Linked DNA regions of Mus musculus: all the other regions are linked to region 1. The links are chromatin contacts, called in public promoter capture Hi-C maps. All regions are on one chromosome and are shown on one strand. The core of a region is the stretch at or near the end of the contact, and the rest is flanking DNA. Distances in the headings are between cores, read along the strand shown.

The links. Promoter capture Hi-C pulls out the DNA fragments that hold promoters and counts their contacts.
Region 2: a contact with region 1 is called in a promoter capture Hi-C map of neutrophils, with 5 times the contacts expected there. A contact is called at or near these places in 8 of 39 promoter capture datasets (the C10 cell line, the SN4741 cell line, cranial neural crest and 4 more), 1 of 484 Hi-C or Micro-C datasets (B cells) and 1 of 130 datasets of targeted methods (bone marrow-derived macrophages).
Region 3: a promoter capture Hi-C map of liver shows a contact between it and region 1, with 4 times the contacts expected there. A contact is called at or near these places in 7 of 39 promoter capture datasets (the C10 cell line, the SN4741 cell line, hippocampal neurons and 3 more), 1 of 130 datasets of targeted methods (double positive thymocytes) and 1 of 9 other capture datasets (liver).

The regions. Positions count from the first base shown.
Region 1 is chr19:5,558,302-5,562,267 of GRCm38.p6, reverse strand. It overlaps Ovol1 (ovo like zinc finger 1), which reads left to right and starts at 1,693. Exons shown (of 4, transcript NM_019935.3): 1 at 1,693-2,067. The coding sequence starts at 1,968. It also overlaps a transcript of Ap5b1 not described here.
Region 2 is chr19:6,096,041-6,100,196 of GRCm38.p6, reverse strand. It overlaps Gm550 (predicted gene 550), which reads right to left. Exons shown (of 6, transcript NM_001362427.1): 5 at 2,477-2,543; 6 at 1,956-2,343. The coding sequence ends at 2,113. Among named protein-coding and RNA genes, the nearest start is that of Gm550, 3.7 kb to the right of the region's middle.
Region 3 is chr19:6,163,134-6,167,145 of GRCm38.p6, reverse strand. Batf2 (basic leucine zipper transcription factor, ATF-like 2) reads right to left here and starts at 2,707. Exons shown (of 3, transcript NM_028967.2): 1 at 2,593-2,707; 2 at 574-678. The coding sequence starts at 2,631.

The DNA.
Region 1 (3,966 bases), core at 444-2,943:
TGCCCCAAGCTGTACTTTCTCCTCATCCACCCCAGGGAGTTCACAAAAATATGGGGAAATATATGGGGTCTCTACAAGTCCTCCCACGTTTGAAATGTCCTCTGCAAGTGACTGCCTCAGAGACCATATTAAGGACTTCCCTCTCAACTACTGTGCGTGTGTGTGTGTGTGTGTGTGTGTGTGCCAGCACGCACCAGTTCCATACTGTGCCATGGGTCAGAGAGCACCTGAGGGATCAGCTTTCTCCCTCCACTCTGTGGGTCCTGGGAGCTGGACACAGGTCTCCCCACTTACTGGCAAGTACCTTGTGACTCACATGGACAGCCTTTCTTTTAGTTCTTTTGTTTTGCTTGAGACAGGATTTCACTATGAAACATAGATTGGTTTCTAACTCAGTTTCCCTACCTCAGCTTCCCACAAGCTGGGATCACAAGCATGAACCGTATCCACCTGTGACTCCTGACTTTTGAACTGTGTGAATTAATTTATCAGACTAATTTCCTCACAGTCTGTTCCGGCAAACATTTAACACTATGTGAGACAGGTGTACTGAAGTCTGGAGTCTAAAAATGTTAGCAGCCTTTAACTGCAGGTTCCATCCCTGCCTTTAATAGGTCAGCCAGTAAAAGCAACCCAGCACGGCCAAAGTGTCATAGTGTGGCTCACACGAAGGCCACGGAACACTCTCAGTTCAATGGGGGTGGGGCATAGCTCCAACTAGGCCTGCTGAAGAGTACAGCAGGGTGGAGGGGGAGCTGCTTGCTGATCTCCCACCCAGGGAGGACACTGGTTGCAACAGGCAAGAGGACTGTGTCAGATCTCACTCAGCTGGAGTCATTATCCCAGAGCCTCTTCCAGGTTTTCAGAATCTGAAATCCGGCTGTTTATGACCAGGAGAGTTTGGGCGAATACACCCGCCCATATGCCAAGGTGCTGGCCTGGGTTAGGTTGGACTCAGGGCAGTTTAATCGCCCTCGAAACCAGAAGGCAGGCTCCAGCTTTGGATTCACAGGCGCATCCGAGCCTCCCGGTCCACGCGCACCTCTCGTCTCGCGTGCCTTTCCGCAGGAACCCGGTGCCCAGCAAATACCTCTCCGCTGAACCAAGAATTGCTCACCCTGGCCTTGGGGATCCCTGGCCGCTGGGTTCGGGCCCGGACCGCCGGTTCCCGCTCCGCGGCTTTGTGCCTCTCCCGGCGCCCCGGGCGCGCCAGGCTGGGCCCGGACCTGTTGGGCCAGTTTTATGTCATCGCCCACAGAGCGTGCGAGCGCCGGTGCAAATAACGTTGCCCTCCCCTCCCTTTCCGTGCCCGCTCCCTCCGAAACTCTAGTTTGCAAACGTGAGCACGCTGGGCAGGGGAGGTCCGGGGCGGGCCGGGTGCTTCTGGGTGTGGGGACCGGAGCACGCCCCCTAACCCTGCCCCCGTCGTGCCACCCCGCCCGGGCCGCGAGGCCACCTCACCCGCAGCGGAATGGAAACCGGTTCGACAGGTAACAAATAGGTGGGTTGTCACCGTTATTTCCCAACGCATGCGCCATCGCTCTCTCGGCCACTCCAAGCTAATTAGATCAGATCAACACCCCTACCCCACCCCCGCCCGAGCCACCAACACACACCGCCGCGAGCCAATAAAGCGTGAACCCGTCCGTCCAGCTCGCACTTGAAGACTTCGCGAGCAGCCGCGGGGACGCCAGTCGAGCTAAAGGACGCTGGCTTAGCGCTTCTGCGATCCCGGTGCACCTGGCTGCACCCTCTCTGTGGACACCGGCGACCTTCGGCGTAGTTGGAAACGCCACGCGTGGTCCCTGGTACACTCTGTCCTAAGAACGTGGACACGCCTCGGCGACTCTTTCCTTGAACTGTCCCTATTCCCGCGCCTCAACCCCGATCCGGTGGAAGAAAAGGTGGGACGACCACACGAACTCGACTTACCAGAGCGAACCGCGCCGGGCCAGGAGGAACTGAAGATGCCTCGCGCGTTCCTGGTGAAGAAGCCATGCGTCTCCACGTGCAAGAGGAACTGGAGCGAGCTCCCGGACGAAGAGCGCGGCGAGATCTACGTGCCAGGTGAGGCGCCTCGGGCTCCCGGCGCCGGGAGGGCGGGGCGCACGGACCAGCGGTCGGCGCCGGTCAGTCGAGCGTGGGGACGCAGATTCTCGTCGCGATTCGACCCCCGGCGCTGAAGGAGCGTGGGTGGGGGAAGGGGACTCCAAACCGAGGCTTTGCCGCTCTCAGGCCCGGGATCTCCTGCCCGCGCCGCGCTACAGGGGACGCAGTGGGGTGTGTCACCGCTCAGGCGACCTCCGGCTCTCGTGTCGTAAATCCAGAAAACCCGGGCTTTCATGAGGCAGGAGAGGAGCACTGGAGCGATGCCACTTTGGAGGGGAGGGCCAGGGAATGGAAAGGAGCAGAGCTGGAGTTTCCGCTGAAACTTGGGCTACATTGTAAGAGAAAACTTGGCCCCATAACTTTGGTGGTATTGAAATGAGGGTCCAGATTCAGGACCACCGAATTTCCCTGGACTCCTGCCTGACGGTCCAGGAGCTGCTGGGAAATAAACCCAATGTACCTTGCTTGCCTTTGAGACAGTCCCACCTCGGTTCAGCTCGTGGAGGACACTAAGCAAAAGATGGTTCTTAGAGCCGTAAGGTACTCCAGGAAGCCAGTGTACCTAGTTTATTTAGGGAGGACGCCTTGACAGCCTGCACGTCAACTTAGAATTGAGTTGCTAGAATTGTCTCTTCTTCCAGCTGCATCTTCCTCTGAGACCCTAGAAAACTTCTGCCCCCTCTCTCCCAATACAAAACTCCCCTCCCCTATCTTGGGGGGTGGGGCAGGAGCCTACTGCCCTGCGCCTCCAAGGGGGGAGGGGGAGGCGGTAATTAACCAACCGACTTTGACCCTTGATCTGCAGGTTCCCTGGCTCCACCCAGGCTTTTAAGAAAGCAGGGGAAATGAGGGTGGTGAGTGAGGGGCCCTGTGCGGGTTCTTGCCTCAATTTCCCTCTTGGAAAGCTGTCTTGGGCGTAATGGTGTTTTGTGTCAGACCGTCCAGGATCCGATGGCTGGTAGGATGTTTTATAAGTGAACCTTACTAAGGAGCTGTATGGCTACTCTGAAGGCTGCTTAAAGGAGGGAATGGGCCAGAAGGCCCTAGAATCTCCAATGTGGAGGAGCAGGAGGTAAAAGCCCTGAGGTGTGGGCTTGGGATTTTGTGATTTCTGCCTGGCTGTATGTTCTGGCCGGTGCGCCACCTCCAGAAGGGCTGCTGAGGGACACAGCCCGTTGGTTCCTCGCTCCGGCCTCCTCCCCATCCCGTGTTTGGCGTGCTGCTTAGGTGCTCCTTGGGATCTGATAACCTGAACTTGGACTGTGCTAAAGGTGAGCTTGTGTTAAGCCAGGCTCAGAGTGCTGTTGTTTTTAGTTTTACTTCCCATCCCAGTCAGTAACAGACCGTCCACTGACTTTCAGCTAGTTCAAATTATTAAGACTTCCTTGGGTTCTAGAAATTCCCCCTGCCCCCCTGAACAGATCCGAGGGACATGAAGACCAGAGACCTGGTCCCATGGCCTGTCCCATTAGGTGGATAGTCAGTGCCACCTACGACTGCTGTCCTAAGGAGGTGCTTCCCTCTCTCAGGACTGCCCAGGGCGGAAAATAAGCTCTTGTAAGAACCCCCTCATCGCTGAGTTGAAAGAGACTTGTGGGTAGGAGCGGCAGGGCTTAATTTTCCTTCCTGTGTCAGGTGGTCCCAGGAGCTACAGTTTTCCCCACAGTTTTGGAAATAAAAAGGGGAATGGAGCTGTTCTATGCTTGGATGCCTCAGACGGCCGGAGTGCAGGGGGTGTGTTCTGTCTCCCGGCTGAGCCATTCCACCAGCAGCCAACCATGGTCCCAGGAGCTGGCTGGGCACGTTTACCCTACCTCACACAGCATGCTTTGACCAGCTAAGCAATGACCCCGTTCC
Region 2 (4,156 bases), core at 902-3,401, 540 kb before region 1:
GGTGGCCCGACTCCCACGCTCCCTCATTCTAGGGTTTCCTGTCCTCAGGAGGCTTTCTCTGAGGATTATAGAGGAATCCAGTGCAGGCTCCGTAACACTAAGAGATTATTCTCTAAAATGGATTAGGATGCAATTGACTTTTAGCACAGGCTTCCTCCCCAGCTTCTCTCTCTCCTTATAACCCTGCTATTCTTTTCTTTTTTTTTCTTTCTTTAGATTTATTTATGTATACCAGTACACTGTTGCTGTCTTCAGACACACCAGAAGAGGGCACTGGATCCCATTTCAGGTGGTTGTGAGCCACCATGTGGTTGCTGGGAATTGAACTCAGATCCTCTAAAAGATCAGCCAGTGCTCTTAACCACTAAATCATCTCTCCAGCCCCCTGCTATTTTTGATATGCTCATTATCTTCTCCCTCCCTCCGCCCTTCCCTCCCCCTCCTCTCACTATGCTACTCTATCTCCTTGAGTTCCCCTCCCTCATAGATAGCCCTGGCCATGTCCAGTTTACTTTTTTCGCTCTCTGCTCGGGACTCTTTCAAATGCCTCTGGCTGTCCTCGCTCTCATCTCTACAATCAAAGCTTTCTCTTAACCATACCATGGAGGTCACGCTGTCAGTTTAGACAGGTATCTGGCGCTGTCTTGGCTACTTTGTGGGTTCTTCTTTCTTCCACCCTTCTTCATCTCTTTTCTTATAACCTTTCAAGCCCCTAACACTAGAGAAAAAGATAGAAGTGCAGAGACATCCGTGAATAAAGTCAGGAGTTGGGCCACTTCCTGCAGATTCAGGAAGTCAAGTTCCCTGGGACAAGTATGATATTCACTGTCCGGACATCTAATTTCTTCTGTTTGTTTTTTTCTATACTCACAATTAACAAATCACAATCAACAACAACCAACCAACCAACCACACTACCTCTCAGCAGCCCTAAGACTTGTATATCCTCAGAAAAGTTCCCAGAAATCCAAATGCCATCACACAATTGCAGAAACTAGTCTGCAGCTGGCAAATTCATGCCCCTGCTAGAGCATGAGGCAAATCGCAGCTGCTGTGGACTGAAGCAGCCCCATATCGACACCTTGGGTTAAAATGAAAACATACTCTTACAATATTTCTATGTTTTTTAAAGAAACCAAATCCAAAAATTCTCACTCCAGGTATCTTTGCTATTTCCACACTGCATGGGCCCGGCAGGCTAGCTGACCTAAGGGATTCTAGGATTCTTGTCTCTACCTCTCATCTCTCCTCGGGAGTGCTGGGATAACGACCCCTCCTCATGCTATGCATCCCACTGTTATGTGGATTTTGGAGATTCCAGCTCAGGTACTTCAGTTTGAGTGACAAGCGCTTCATTACTTGAGTCATCTCCCCAGGCTTTAGAAGGTAGGACTTCCGAGCCGGGCGTTGTGATGCACACCTTTAGTCCCAGTACTTGGGAGGCAGAGGCAGGTGGATTTCTGAGTTCGAGGCCAGCCTGGTCTACAAAGTGAGTTCCAGGACAGCCAGGGCTACACAGAGAAACCCTGTCTCGAAAAACAAACAAACAAACAAACAAACAAACAAACAAAAAGAAAGAAAGAAGGTAGGTCTTCAGACAGACACTTTGTCTCTCACTTTAGGAATTGTGGAGCCTAGTGAGGCTCCCAGGCTGGGCACACACTGAAAGCAGTCACAGCCCAAATCTAAATGCATTCTCTAAACCCTTGGGAATTCCTACCACCTTCCTGCTTCACACCCCACGACCTACAAAAGAGGTTCTTCGCAACCTTAGTCTGTACTCTGAAATTACAGCCTTCACCCTCAAGGGTGAGAGGACAGCCCCTTCCTGTCCCGTCCCAGAACTTATCAGAGATTCTTGATTGAGTCTGAAGGCAGAACTATGAGTTAGGAAGGTCCAGAGACCTAGTTCTCAGATCCACTGGATGTCCACCTCACCCAAGGCCCGTGGATGCTTGGCTCTGCAATTCAGTGGTGATCTTTATTGCTGGGGCTTAAAGAGGGGCTGACTGGTGGAGCATTCCTGTGGAATTTTCTGGGGATGAGGTGGCTTCATGCAAAGGTATGGGAGTGTCAAAGGAGTAGTGCAGGCCAGAAGCCCTCTTCGGTTGCTCAAGAGGTTGGACTTCCTCCTGGGTAGCCCCTGCTTCCTCCTGGGTAGCCCCTGCTTCCTCCTGGGTAGCCCCTGGTTTCTCCTGAGTGACCTCTGCTTGCTGGCTGACCCTTGCTTTCTTTTGAATGTCCCTCTGCTTTGACTTGCGAGTCTTCATCTGTTTCCTGAGTGAGCCTGGATTCCTCTGGGATGATCATAATGCTCTCCAGGTCCTCATACACCACGGTAGGCTAGGACAAAGAGTTACAAGAACTAAAGTGGGTGGCCAACCAGCAGGACTAAGTTCAGCCTCAGGAGCAAAGGGGCAAGGCTGGGGGGGGGGGGAGCCAAGGCAAAGAATAGCTCTTGGGCTGAGGGTCTCACCAAGTTCTCTAGCTTTTCTTCAAGGGCCAGGTTTTCCCTTTGGTTAGCGTACAGTGATTCCTCAAGCCTAGGATAAAGGAGAGCCCCCTGAGCCCCAGGCCCTTTTCCCAGTCACCCCTAAAATACACACACTTCCTGCAACAGCTCTGTCGCTGGTGCCTCCGTAGGCATCCACCCCGCCCCCCCCCCCCACCATCACCGTTGCAGAGGAAACTGGTCCTCCTTTATAGCCTGCATTAACAACCCAGAAAAACCAGTCCTGTTCTTTTTCCTTTTTTGTTATTTCTGAGACAATGTCTCACCATGTAGTCCTGGCTGTCCTGGAACTCACTATGTAGACAAGCCTGGCCTCAGACACACAGACCTGCCAGCCTCAGCCTCCTGGTGCTGGGATGTAGTGTGGACTCCCAGGACCAGCATTTTCTCTAAGACTTACTTATTTCCGCTGAGTAGTGGTGGTGCACACCTTCAATCCCAGCAGAGGCAAGTGGATAGCTGTAAATTCCAGGCCAGCCTGGTCTACAGAGTGAGTTCCAGGACAGGCAGGACTACACAGAGAAACCCTGTCTTGAAAAGCAAACAAAGATTTACTTAGTTTATATTATGAGTGTTTTGTCTGTTCCTGTGCCTGGTGCCCTCAGAAGTCAGAAGAGGGAGTCAGATTCCCCGGAATTAAAGTTGTAGATAGTTGTGAATCTCTATGTGGATGCTGGGGTTTCAACCTAGATCCTCTGTAAGAGCAGCCAGTGCTCTAATTGGCTGAGCCATAGCTCCAGCTCCTTCTCTTTATTCTTATTACATTTTTAAAGTAGGTATGCATGTATATTCGTGTGTATTAGTGCTCTATTTGCACGTATGTCTGCATGACAGAAGAGGGCATCATATCCCATTACAGATGGTTAAGAGCTACCATGTGGTTGCTGGAAATGAACTCAGGGCCTTTGGGAGACCAACCAGTGCTCTTAACCACTGAGCCATCTCTCCAGCCCTTTTATTACATTTTAAATAATTAATCAAATAATTTTGAAACAGAATCCCATGTTGCCCTCAAGCTTCGTAGACCAGGATGACCTTGAACTCTTCTTTTTAACCATTACAGGTGGTTGTGAGCCACCATGTGGATGCTCAAGGCCTCTGGAAGAGCAGCCAATGAGCCACTTCTCCAGCCCCTGACACTGACTCTTTTTTTTTTTTTTTTTTTTTTTTTTTTGGTTTTGGTTTTCCAAGACAGGGTTTCTCTGTATAGCCCTGGCTGTCCTGGAACTCACTCTGTAGACCAGGCTGGTCTCGAACTCAGAAATCTGCCTGCCCCTGCCTCCCAAGTTCTGGGATTAAAGGCATGCACCACCACTGCCCGGCATTTTTTAAACTTTTTTTTTAGACACTGAACTCTTGATTTTCTCTCTCCATCTCTCACTGCTGACTCTGGGCCCACACTGTCTTACCTAGATTTACGATACTGAGATTTGAAGCATAGCTTCCTCAAAGGCAAACGCTTAACCACCTGATCTACACGCTCTACCTTATTCACTTATTTATAACAAGATCTCATGTAGCCCAGGCTGGCCTAGAATTCCCAGAGAGGATGATGTTGAACACCTGATCTCCCTGTTTCCATCCAAATGCTGGGGTTACAGCTCACCCACAGCCCACTCTTCTTAAGCAGACCGCTTCTTACCT
Region 3 (4,012 bases), core at 1,458-3,957, 600 kb before region 1:
AAGAGGTCCTCACTACCTGCTGGGCAGATGCTGGGTCATGCTGGGACTGCTTTCCAGTCCTAAGAACCATGAAATGAAACTCTGTTCTGGGCCTAGAGAGATGGCTCGTTGGTTAAAAGCACTAGCTGCTCTTCCCGAGGGAGCAGACTCCACTCCCAGCACCCACATGGGGGCTCACAACGGTTTGTAACCCTTGTCCCAGGGGCTCTTCTGCCCCCTTCTGGCACTCATGAGCATGGCACACATGATGTCACAGATATATATATGCTGGGAAAATACCAATACACATACACATAAAATAAAATAAACTTTTAAAAAGAAAAAGAGAGACTGGAGAGATGGCTCAGTAGTTACGAACACTAGCTGCTCTTCCAGAGGCCCTGAGTTCAATTCCCAGCACCTGCAGGTGTGGCTCACAACTATAACATGATCTGATGTCCTCCTCTGGCATGTAGGTGTATATGCAGATAAAGCACTCATATACATAAATGTTTTAAAAGAGAAGAAGAAAGAGAAGAACTCTTCAGTGTAGGTTACTCAGCCTTTTGAACCAAGAGTGAGACCATCCCTTACCTGGTGCAGAGCGTCCGCCTTACTGGTGTGCTTCTGCCGGCTGCGCTGGGCAGCCACTCGGTTCTTCTGCTTCTTCTTCAGCTGTTTCTGAGACTCCCCAAGGTCCTATGAGGAAGGAGGCAGAGGTTCTGTGGTCCTGGCAGCGGCCTGCCTCCTCTACCTTGATCAGCTACTTGGAACGTTGTCTTTCTCAAGCCTAGTCTCAAGAAGTCCTGTTCTCCCAAAGTCTGTCTCCTCCCTCCCATGGCACTAACAGTCCTCCTGAAGACACTGCACTCCTTACAGTAACGCCAGCCCTACCCCGTGTCTAGCTTACAGCTTACTTAATAAGTAGGGAGGGTGGGATTTGAACCCAGACCATAGCAACCTCAAACACACATTCTCAAAAGTCAGCATTGGCTTCTTCTGAGTGCAATAATCTCAATGGTAGAACAGAGGCACATGGTATTTTCCCAACTGTCCACAGACAGTGAAGGAAAGAAGGTGAGAGTAGACACCCCAGAGTGAGCTGCCATTCCTATGATCTTCCAGCCCACAACCCCACAAAGGCAGCAGGGTCAGGGTCTGATATGATCCCATGTGCCTGTCCTCAACTCAGTCTAAAGGGGCTGGCACTCACTTACTGAAACAACATTTAATTTCCTCTGTGTGTGTGTGTGTGTGTGTGTGTGTGTGTGTGTGTGTGTGTACACTGTAGGAGGACAGCCTTAAGTATCATTCATGTTCAGAAGCCATCTGCCTTCTTTTAATTTAAGTTGTGTGTATATGTGGTGACCTGTGTATGCATGTGAGTGTCTGTACCCTTGGAAACCAGAAGCAGGTGTTAAGTCCCCTGGAGCTGGAGTTACAGGTGATTTGGTTGTGAGCTGCCCCGTGAAGGTGTTGGGAACCAATCTCGGGTCCTCTCCAAGAGCAGTGAGCATTCCTAACTGGCCCCCACCTAGTTTGTTTGTTTGTTTGTTGTTTGTTTGTGAGATATAGTCTCTCACTGGTCTGGGACTCACCAGTAAGACTGGGCTGCCTGGTCAGCAAGCGCCCCTCTCCCAGGGCTGGGCTTACAGGTGCTTGCCACCTAACCAGGTGCTTTATGGATGCTAGGGACCAAGCTCAGGTCTTTAGGCTTCCGAGACAAGTACTTCACTGACTATGCTATCTCCCCATCCCTTCAACAAACATTTATTAAACATCTACTATGCACCAGGCACAAAACTAGAAGGGCACAGAAGTGGGAAAAAGAAGAAGAAAAAGGAGGAGTAGGAAGAGGAGACAAAACAAACAAATAAAATTAGGCAAAATGGCAAGATGTAATGGAAGGATTAGTTCAGGCCAGACTTGGCTACATAGTGAGTTTGAAGCCAGCCTGGGATACACGAGATCTTTCCTCAAAGCAGGAATGTCACCTACCTGGCACAGAAGAGATCTACAAGACTCCATGCTCACTCACAGGGCAGTGGGGCGGCTGCCTAGAACTGATGGAGATTCCATTGGGCAGAGAGGACTGCTCCTGAGAGCTCTGAGCCCTCCAACCCCGGGGACCACAAAACTTAAATGGAACTTGAAGTCAAATGCCTAGAGCGGGACCCTGTCTCTGTCACTCCACCTCAGGCAAGACTCCAGCCACTCTGGCTGAGGACTCTGCATGTCCCTTGGATTGTGGCTATATCCTCCTCAGGGCAAACTTCAGACCAGAATAGAGGCTGGAGAAAGACAGAGTCAGCGAGGAAAGAAGGCAGCTGTGATTTGGGAGACTAGAGAGAGAAGGGAAGGATCTGGGAAACGCTGCAAGGTGAGAGCAAATGGATTGCGAGGAAGCAGTACGCACGCATGCAGGGTCCAAGTTCAAAGCTGGAGACTGGTCTGCAGTGTGAGCGCCAGGAAGTCATTCCAGTGCCCAGGAGGAACTAAACCGTGAGATGGGAGTGTGCAGCCCAGTTCCCAGGTCACACAGATCATGGTGACCTTACTGCAGCCTTCCTTGTCTCTCTCCATAGCGTTTCTTTCCTAGTCCCCTGTACTCACTGTCTCAGTCAGCAGCTCGCTACTCCCACAGAGTTGCATGGCTTAGGCAAGGGGAAAAGAGGTTCAGTCTGGTCCTGGATGTCCCCTCAGCAGCTGTCCCCTCCCAGTGACCTATGGAGGCCCAAGGAAGTGGTGGCTCTTTAAATCCCCAGTGGCCACTCCGCCCCTAGCACACCCAGTTTCAGTTTCTCCTAAAACCATGGGCTGCCCAGAATCCCTGGCTCTTGCTCGCTCACGCTCACTCACGTGGGTGGAACTTCCTAACAAGAGCAGCCTTCCGGTTAGGCCCCTTCTCTAGAAGAAGGATGGTGGAGGGTAGATGGGAGCAGTTAACAAGACCGTATCCTGGAGAGGGCTGGCAGGATGCCAGGGACAGAACCTAGAGGAAAAGCGGGGTTGGGGTGGGGTGCGTGAAGGAGCCCCCATAGTCTCTGAGAAAGTCCAGGTTCACAGTCCACACTGGAGCTGTGCAGCTTTGAGAAGGTGATTCACCTTCTCTGAACTTTGGTTTCCTTATCTATGAAGGGTATGGGTAGGGTGGAGCAAATTTCCAGGCCTGCGGCTGGGTGTGCCTGGTGTGGTACTTGCACTGGAGAAGCAGAGGCAGGAGAATCATTCATGAGTTTGAAGCCAACCTGGGCTACATAGTAAGAACTAAAAATTCTCAAAATATAAAAGTTCCCAGGCATAACAAAAGAACTGTGACAACACGACCACTCCAAACTCTCTGAGACCGATGTTGGACTCATGCAAAAAATCAACAATCAGAGCTGGCGTGATAGTGCTCGTGACTGCACGAACCTCCAAATCTCAGGACTCAGAGGCAGAGCCCAGCAGGTATCTGAGTTAAAGGCCAGCCTGGTCTACAGAGTAAGTTACAGGACAACCAGGGCTAAATGATGAGACCCTGTCCCACTGATGATGAAGAATTTAAACTTTTTAAATTTAATTTATGCATACCAGTGTTTTGCTTGCATGTATGTCTCTGCCCTACATATATGCCCCGTGTCCTCAGAGGCCAAAAGAGGGCACTGGAGCCCCTGGAACTAGAGTTTCAGATATTTATAAGCAAAAATGTAGGCGCTAGAAACTGAACCTGGATCTTCTGGAAGAATAGCCAGTGCTCTTAATCGCTGAGTCATCTCTCAAGCCCACAAAATAAAACTTTTAAAGGAATCTTTATGTCCAAGTTTATATTTAAAAAACAAAAAGTGCTAAATCTGGGCACAGTGGCAGATGCCTATAATCCTTGGGAAATGGAGGCAAGAGGACCAGAAGGACAAGGCAGTTTATGGCTACACAGAATTGGGGTCTAGCCTGGGTTAGAAGAGACGGTGTCTCTTAATAAATAAGTAAAGTAAATAAAAATAAAAAGACTGCAATTGATTAGTAGTGTCTGCCATGTCGTGATGTCTGTAAT